Linked DNA regions of Hordeum vulgare: region 2 is linked to region 1. The links are chromatin contacts, called in public Hi-C maps. All regions are on one chromosome and are shown on one strand. The core of a region is the stretch at or near the end of the contact, and the rest is flanking DNA. Distances in the headings are between cores, read along the strand shown. Region 1 has its middle 130 kb from the start of LOC123398449. Region 2 has its middle 110 kb from the start of LOC123396661.

What was found. A called contact is a pair of places that touch in the nucleus more often than the background predicts.
Region 2: a contact with region 1 is called in a Hi-C map of leaf, with 6 times the contacts expected there. The contact joins two enhancer-like sites. A contact is called at or near these places in 2 of 6 Hi-C or Micro-C datasets (leaf and seedling).

What each region holds. Positions count from the first base shown.
Region 1 is chr5H:322,039,493-322,044,151 of MorexV3_pseudomolecules_assembly, reverse strand. No RefSeq gene overlaps it. Among protein-coding and RNA genes, the nearest start is that of LOC123398449, 130 kb to the right of the region's middle. Within about 2 kb of position 2,216, at least 1 of the 3 cell types and tissues checked has open chromatin away from gene starts, as enhancers often do. A contact at or near this core is called in leaf, where this site is marked.
Region 2 is chr5H:322,895,484-322,900,142 of MorexV3_pseudomolecules_assembly, reverse strand. No RefSeq gene overlaps it. Among protein-coding and RNA genes, the nearest start is that of LOC123396661, 110 kb to the right of the region's middle. Within about 2 kb of position 2,867, at least 3 of the 3 cell types and tissues checked have open chromatin away from gene starts, as enhancers often do. A contact at or near this core is called in leaf, where this site is marked.

The DNA.
Region 1 (4,659 bases), core at 967-3,466:
GGTGCAACTACTTCTATAATGATGGTGGGCTTCTTAGCATGGCCATGATATTGCCCTTGTGGAGCTTTTGGCCAATTATTACATGTACGGTGCATACAATCATGAGATCCGAGGAAACCTCGTCACCCTCTTGCTTCTCACATTGCCAAGATTTTTTTCGGTGGCTGTGAAAGTTGGTTCTCTCCAGTACTAAGGTCCAAACACCTTGACCACCGTTGTAGCAAATATGACCATGGAATCTTCACATGCGCTCTCAAACATCTGGAGGTACTCCACCCACTAATCTGCAGTTGTGCCATATGCAAGCATCCGCTATGCAATCATGCACTTTAGGTAACCAGAGAATCCAATCCTTCCAACGATATCCTTCTTCAAGATGAAGTAGTCATCATAGGACCGGACACCATTATAGAAGCGATCAAAGACATTTTTCGTATCAAAAAGTGAAGAAGAAAATTGTCCATGAATAGGGCATCAAAGGCAAGGTAGTCGTGTACCAGCGTCAAATGCCCGTGTGCCCCGTTTCGGTTCAAAACTTGATGATCCTTGAGCAATCCCTTGAAGTTGAGAACAAGCTCTTCTACAGCTTCGCATATGCAAGGACCATCTGCATCATCTTTGTTTCATTCACATAATCCTTCTCGTCACACGACTCAACGTAGTGCTCGTATGAGTACTCCATCTTTGAATTTATTTTTTCAAAGAAAAGACAAAAGATTTAGCATAGGTATTTCACCAAACACTTGTCAGGCATGGTGACCCCCGTAGGGGATGATGGTACCTATGCAATCAATGGAAGAGAGTTCTGGACCGAAGTCGTAGGCAAAGTGGCATGGGGACCTGGTGTGCTGGATGAGCTCGCAGAGGTCCGAGAAGGGCTTGACAGGTGGCGAAGGTGTAGAGCAGCGATGTCGACGAGGAAAGAAGCAGATGTAGAAAAAAAGAAAAGGGTTGAAGATGCGGGTTCGGGGGTACGGGGGAAGGATAGGTGGGTCGGCATTGCCGGAGTCCTATGTGATGATGGTCCGGCCTCTTGCAAATCCCTCTAATTTGCTTTGATTTGCGAACAAGCCGACTGATCCGAGAATCAATCGCGGATGGTTTTGGATGGTAAATTGCGTGCGTACAACAAGTTGGGACATATGCGGGTGATATAAGTTAGGGCAGTATTGGGCGCCGGCGCGCCGACCCGAACGCTCGCGCCGGTCGCAGCGCGGCCGTCAGATACGTGTGGCACACCGTTAGATCTATCCATGCAGCAATATTCCTCAATGCAGCAAATTTCGGCCACGATTCAGCAAATTTCCGTCATGGTTGCAACAAAAATATGGTTATAGCAGAAAAATATCAACGTGATCGTAGAAAAATAGACGTTGATGATGCGTGGTAACAAAACAAAATGTCGATTGTAGTAAAAACAATCCGGTGAACTCGGGTTGAAACTCTCACGAACGTGTATGCAACTTTTTTAGTGAACGTTTGCAGCAAAAATAATACCGGTTGTAGCAAAATTTAACACGGTTGTAGCAAAAATCAAAACACCGATTGTAGCAAAAAAATTGATGAACTAGAGTTGTAACCAAACGTATATGTAATTTTTTTATAGATAAATATAGCAAATAGAAAACGCTAGTTACAGCAAGTTTAGATGGAAAAGAACTACATGCCTAATAAGTAGCATGTGTGTGTCGGCGCGCGACCGGCCGGCCACAAGCGTTTCCCTTTGACTTAGTACTTAGTACTCCCTCCGTTTCTAAATATAAGTTTTTCTAGAGACTTCACTATTGCACTATATACGGATGTATATAGACATATTTTAAAGTGTGGATTCATTCATTTTGCTCCGTACTTATATTTAGGAACGGAGGGAGTAAATACTAACATCTGACTGTACAAGCCTAGATAGGTATAGACGCGTCAGATTTCTACCACCAGCTTGCTGTGCCTATCCTCTGTTGTTTTCGCTGGTGACACGAAGCATGTCACGACGTGCATGTCACATTTTATGTACGTGTCAGTATCACACAACGCGGTTGTTCACATGGAAAATATGGCGCATACTTCATGGAATCAAAATGGCGTCGCTGTCTATCTACCTTTATGGGAAAAAGACTTTACATTCTGCTAGGTTTTCGTCGCACGAAGAGAGACAATTAATTCATGGATGGTAGGAAGGAACATGTCGAAACTACCGCAGCCACAATAAGCTAATCTAGTTCAGTAGTCTTGACTCCAGACCAGACGTGAAGCTTGCTTGCTTAACTGGTAGCCACAAGCCGGTCCATGTGTCCGAGTAAGGAAAGGGACACTGCACCAACAAACATGCTACGTGCCTTGCATGGTGTCTGATCATCCACCAAAAGTCCGAAGCTTGCTTTTTCAACATCATGTAGTACCATATTAGTAAAAGATAACGTTCACATGGATGAGCGTTTGTAAACCGCCCACACATGGACTACCGTCTGTTTGCTGCTGCACGAACCTTGACAACTGATGTCTGAATTTTTTTCCACGTAGTACTCGGTTAGTGTATGGATATTTAACCACTTCAGCCGCACGTCAGTTTCTTTCTCAACAGAAAACTTTTTTGATTTCCGGCTTAAAAATGTTTGATCTCCTTATTAAAAATTTAACTAAAAATTCATTTTCACAATTAAATCCGTTTCGTCGAGATCTTTAAAACTAGATCTTATGTTGATATGTTTCGATAAAAAAAATTAGACAAAACCTACCATTATGTTGCACTGTAGTTGCTATAGTGTTTACAGTACTGTTGCCATGACATGTTCTATCAAATTTTTTTAGATTTAAAATCGTTATATTTTCAATTACTCTTTACGGCAACTTTTATTAATTGATTATGTTATTTTTTTAGTAATTAACCACGATAAATGTAATGCATGAATCATGGTAATTTTTAGTAATTCATGATGGCAAATTTAGTTTATAGATCATGACAATTTTAGAAATTTGATCATGATCGATGAAAAGAAAATTTGACCAAAAATTGCCATGATGTTTACATTATAATTGTTATAGTGTTTAGACTAAAGTTGCCATGTCATGTTTTACCTATTTTTTCTTCTAGATTTAAAGCTAATGTTATATTTTCAACTACTTTTTACGGAATTCTTTATAAATTGATCATGGAATTTTTTTCACCATGGTAATTTCAGATTATATGTTAAAATTTCTTAATTCCTCATTTAACCATGGTAATTTCAGATTTAAAGCTACCGTTATATTTCCAACTACCGTTAAAGTCTAGTTTCTTAATTTTTCATTTTACAATATGTTAAAATTTAGTTTTGAAAATTAAAGAAAAAATAACTGAAATATATCATGGCAACTTTAATGTAAACAACATGGTAATTCATATGCAACACACATGACAACTTTTAACTTAAAAAAATCATCAAAACATATTGATATGAGATCTAGTTTCGACGATCTCGTCGCGATGGATTTAATGATAAAAACGGATCTTCAATCAATTTTTCATTTAAGAAATAAACATTTTGAAAACTGAAAATCCAAAAGAAAAATCACATACATGCGGTGACCTGATGTGAGACAGGAGGTCGGACGTATAGGCATTATCTATTTGGCCCACACGTAAGCGTATGGACTCGTTTTCTTAGATACCACATGAAACATGTGGTAAGATCTCTTAATGTCTATACGTGTAAGGGTTCTCGCGATCCTATATGTTTCCCTCGTGCCACGAAAATCAGCTTTTAAAGGTGGCAGCCGTATATGCTTCGGGGAATCTTCACCTGTGTGTAAGTAGGAGTACAACATAGAGTGAGAGAGAGACACTACTGGCTAGTATAGCAACCTTTTCAGTGCAATTTTTTCAGTGAAACCCACTCGTTGTTTTGTTATTCAGGCTGACGCGCCGTCTGAAAAGCAAAGGAGGCGATGGACACCGATGCCACGCCAGCATCCAGGTTCACCATGCTGCATGCGGAGCGCGTTCTGGAGGATCTCCACTTGGGGAGTGTAAGAGCATCTCGAGAGGAAAGGATAAAAACCGGATGACACGGCTAACTCGACGGGTGCGGCTCCTCCTCCACCGGCGTAGACGGGTTTATCATTGGCGTCGCTGGGCTTTCTTTCATCGGCGTAGTCGAGCTCGCGGTCGGTGTACGTTCCGCGTGGCTGGGCTCGTCGTCGTGGTCGTGGTTGTGGTCGTCATTGCGGTCGCCGTGGTGGCCGACGGCACTGTCATCTGATTCAAGATGTGGTCGTATTGTACTATGTACCACGCCTTCACCTTCTCGTCCATCTTCGACGTGTGTGCCTTCATCAAGAACTCTAGATCGGTTTCCTCTTCTTCGCAGCGACGTTGATCATCAACGCCGACCACCGTGCGTTGGATTTCTCCTCCGTCCTGGCAGCGCCTCTCTTGATGTCGGCGATACATTGCTCGATCGAAGCGTGTAGCCGTTGGGCAGCGGGCGCCGCGTCCCTCGCTGCCCTGGCTTTTTTTGTGCCATCTGGGCGCCCTTCTGCCGCAGCCGGGGCAGGCGCGTCTCGGTTGTAGGTGTCCTTGGCCTTGTCGAGAGCGAGCTGAACTTTACTTCACTTCTCGTATGATTCAATCCTAGGGAACACGTGAAGAACCTCAACTCTTGGTCCTCGTTGTCGGCGCAGTAC
Region 2 (4,659 bases), core at 1,618-4,117, 860 kb before region 1:
ACCATGGGAGAACTTTTTATTTTTGAGGTATTTTTTCCGGGACGCTAATACAGAAAACAGGAAAAATTAAACTAATTCTATCATTTTTTTCTAAGCAACAGAAAATGAAGACTCAAAACAGAGGTATGTGACTCTGTGATTCATCCGTTCATGGTCATCGGAAGAAATCTGTCAATGGGATTGATCAAGTCCTTATGACAAAACCTTCTCGAATCGCAAGAGAGAACGGAGAATTTTCGAATAGCCACTAAGTCACCTCAATGGGGATATGTATCTCCCCAACAAACAAATCATACTTCATATTGACACGAGGAATAGGGCATTCAAAGCTCCCAATAAGAATCGAAGAAGTCTTTTTGATAACATTGATGCAATGTACTGGATATCGTTTCTTCGGAAAGTGCACTGTGTGCTCATTACCGTTGATATGGAAAGTGACATTGCCTTGGTTGCAATCTTTAACAGCCCCTGGAGTGTTTAAAAAGGGTCTTCCGAGGATAATAGCCATGGCATCATCCTCGGGAATATCCAAGATAACAAAGTCCGTTAAGATAGTGGTATTAGCAACCACAACACGCACATCCTCGCAAATGCCGATAGGGAAAGCAGTTGATTTGTCGGCCATTTGCAGAGATATTTCAGTGGGTGTCAACTTATCCAATTCAAGTCTACGATAAAGATAAAGCAGCATAACACTAACACCGGCTCCAAGGTCACATAAGGCAGTTCTTACGTAGTTTCCTTTAATAGAGCAAGGTATAGTGGGCACTCCGGGATCACCAAGTTTCTTAGGAGTTCCACCTTTGAAAGTGTAATTGGCAAGCATGGTGGAGATCTCAAGATCTAGTATCTTCTGTTTATTAGTCACGATATCTTTCATGTACTTGGCATACAGAGACATCTTGAGCATATCAGTTAACCGCATCTGCAGAAAGATGGGTCTTATCATCTCAACGAAGCGCTCAAAATCCTCATCATCCTTTTTCTTGGATGGCTTAGGAGGAAAGGGCATAGGTCTCTGAACCCATGGCTCTCTTTCTTTACCATGCTTCCTAGCAGTGAAGTCATTCTTGTCGTATCTCTTAGGTTGTGGATTATCAGGATTAACTGTAGGTTCAATCTCCACATCCTCATTATTGCTAGGTTGAGCATTATTATGAACATCACTGTCCATATTGTCACAAGGTTCATGTTCATCACCTGATTGTGTTTCCGCATCAGACGCAGAAATATCATTAGGTTCTTCTAGTGTGACAGTATTTGGTGAACTGGCGTGCAGGTTTCTATCATCCTTCTTCTTCTCCTTAGGATGACTAGGTGTATCAGCATTGACTCCTTGAGAATCTTGATCAACTCTCTTAGGATGACCTTCAGGATACAAAGGTTCCTGAGCCATTTTGCCTCCTCTAGTAATGACTCTGACAGAGTTGTCATTTAATTCATTGAGCAGGTCATTCTGAGCTTTAAGTACTTGTTCTACCAGAGTAGTAATCATAGAGGGATGTTTACTCAGAAGCTTCAGAACATTGACATTTCTGTCTACACAAGCACTTAAATGGTTAAGCATACAAGCACTTTGTTCCAAATGTCTGCTAACATAATCATTGAAACTCTGTTGTTTGGCAACAAAGTTGTCAAATTCGTCAAAGCATAGGCTAGCAGGTTTATCAAAAGGAATATCACTCTCGTCAAACCTACGCAGAGAATTCACTTCCACTACATGTATCGGGTTATCGAGACCATGGATCTCTTCGATAGGTGGTAGATTTTTGACATCTTCAGATCTAATGCCTTTCTCTTGCATAGATTTCTTGGCTTCTTGCGTATCTTTGGGACTGAGGAATAGAATACCTCTTTTCTTAGGAGTTGGCTTAGGAGGTGGTTCGGGAATAGTCCAAGCATTATCGTTGATCAAGATGTGATTCAGTAGGGTCTCAACTTGTTCTACAGTTTGTTCCCTAAAAACACAGCCGACACAATTATCTAGGTAGTCTCTAGAGGCATCGGTAAGTCTGTTATAGAGGATATCAAGTATCTCGGTATTCTTAAGAGGGTGATCAGGCAAAGCATTTTGTAGCTGGACGAGCCTCCCCCAAGCTTGTGGAAGACTCTCTTCTTGGAGTTGATCAAAGTTGTATATTTCCTGCAAGGCAGCTTGCTTCTTATGGGTAGGGAAATATTTCTCACAGAAGTAATAGACCATCTCCTGGGGACTACGCACACATCCAGGAGCAAGAGAGGTGAACCAGGCTTTAGCACCATCCTTTAGAGAGAAAGGAAACAACTTAAGAATATAGCAGTGGCGGATCTTCTCCTGATTAGTGAAGTGGTTAGCTATTTCGGATAATTTGGCAAGATGGGCTATGACCGTCTCAGACTCATAATCGTGAAAAGGATCAGATTCGACTAGAGAGATTAGCTCAGGGTCGACACAGGATTCATAATCCTTAATTCTAACACGACAGTTGCTAGTCGTAGCGGCTAGCACATCGCAAATACCACTACGAAGTCGCAAGTTTGAGTCACACCTCGTTTCCTTTTTTTTGTGTTTTTCATTTCGCAGTCGTGACACCGCAAATGGGTCGTCACAGGTTAATTGTCCCTGTGTGAAACGCTTACACTTTGTTGCAACAAGCGACATTGAGAAGGTCCTGGCGCCCCTTGTAGGTGTTTTTGCAAACGGACACCTAAGGCGTCCCCTCTGCTGCGAGCTGGGCTGGTCCGTTCCCCCTTTGCTATGAACTGGGCTGATCCATATATCTCTCGCGTTTTCATTTGCAAATGGGGGGCTTGAAGCGTCCCCCTATGCTGTGAGTTGGGCCGCCCATGTATGTCATGTTTTATGTTTAAATGCGTTTTTGCAAAGGGACACCTAAAGCAGGCCCCCTCTGCTGCAAGCTGGGCTGGTTTCCCTGTGCTACGAACTGGGCTGGTCCATATATCTCTTGCATTTTGATTTGCAAACGGGGCCTAAATCGTCCCCCTCTTTTGTGAGTTGGGCCGCCCATATATCTCATGTTTTATGTTTAAAGGTTCAAAACAGGTGCGCTCATGATCGAACTCATAATCTATTCCTTCGGGTTCAAGGATAGTAATCATTGCACCATCTAACAACCAGTGATTGTTAGCCTGTTTTTTTTATTTGTCTCTTTAGTTATGGGAATCTTTCGGTTTTGGGAAGTTTCCAGAAGCTTTCAAAATCGGGTTTTTGCGGTTCGCTCGTCAACTTCTGCGTGGCATTATTTTGGTTTTCTTATTTTCCTTTATTTTTTATTCAGGCTTCCTTTCTTTTCTTTTGAACTTTTTCAGATTTATAAACTTTTTCAAATGCGATGAACTTCTCTCAAATTCATCGACTTTTTTTCAAAATCGCTGAACTTTTATCAAATTCAATGAACATTTTCCAAAATCGTTAATTTTTTTAAAATGATGAACTTATTTTCTTCTGATTTCATCTGATTTTCTTCACATCTTGTTTCGTTTTCTTTTGAATTCTCTTCAGTTCTTTTCATTTTTCTTCGATTTTCTTTCACTTTCTTTTTTGTTCGTTATGACTTCAGTTTCCATTGTTTTCACTTGCTTTCTAAGTCTCTTTTTGTTTTCGTTTTCGTTTTATTTTGTTTTCTTTATTTTTTATTGGTTTTCTTGGGTTGTATTACTTTCTCTTTCGTTTCCCTATTTTTCTTTTACTTTCTTTCAATTTGTTCTGTCTTTATTTTTCCGTGCTCTTCTTTGTGGTTTTCGTCGGTTTTTTATGGTGTTAGAACCTTTTTCACTAACTTTTTCCTGTTTCGTTTGTGTTGTTTGAATCATTTTCATCGGCTTCTATGTACATTTTTATTGTACGTTTGAAATTTATGTTATATGTGTTTAACACTTCTAAAATATGCAATTAATACTTATAAATGATTTTTTGTTTATCAATTTTGCTATACATCAAGAACATTCTGACATATCTAAATTTTTTAATACATGATTTCCATTTCAAAATTAACTTATTAACATTTTGTTAAAAAATAAGTTTGATGTTTACACTATTTATAAAACTTGTACATTTTTATATGCAAGTGAAACGTTTGTTCGAGATACATCTAATAATTTCTACATACATACAAAGCTGTTGCCATTTAGCAACTACTGCAGCCTCCGAACTAGATAGTCGTTTACAAGTTCAACTGAAGCAACCACAAATGATCTGTCCGATTTAACTTTTGCCCTGATGCATCTTAGGTTTGCGAGAACATACATTCCGTTCCTTAGGTTAGCAACATGAATATCACACACAAGCAGTATGAACCATGATGTTGCAGTGGTAAAATCTCCATGGATGCATTTGGTTGTCTGCATAATACCAATCCAGACATGTGCGGGAAGAATCTTGACTGTTTGGTTGACCTGCATACACTGTTCGACCTGTATGGCACGAACATTACATCACTCCCAGCCAGGCCCCCGACCTATGCCCGGATCGATAGTTTCTCCATGTTGAAAATATGCCCTAGAGGCAATAATAAATTAGTTATTATTATATTTCCTTGTTCATAATAATCGTTTATTATCTATGCTAGAATTGTATTGATTGGAAACTCAAATACATGTGTGGATACATAGACAACACACTGCCCCTAGTGAGCCTCTAGTTGACTAGTTCGTTGATCA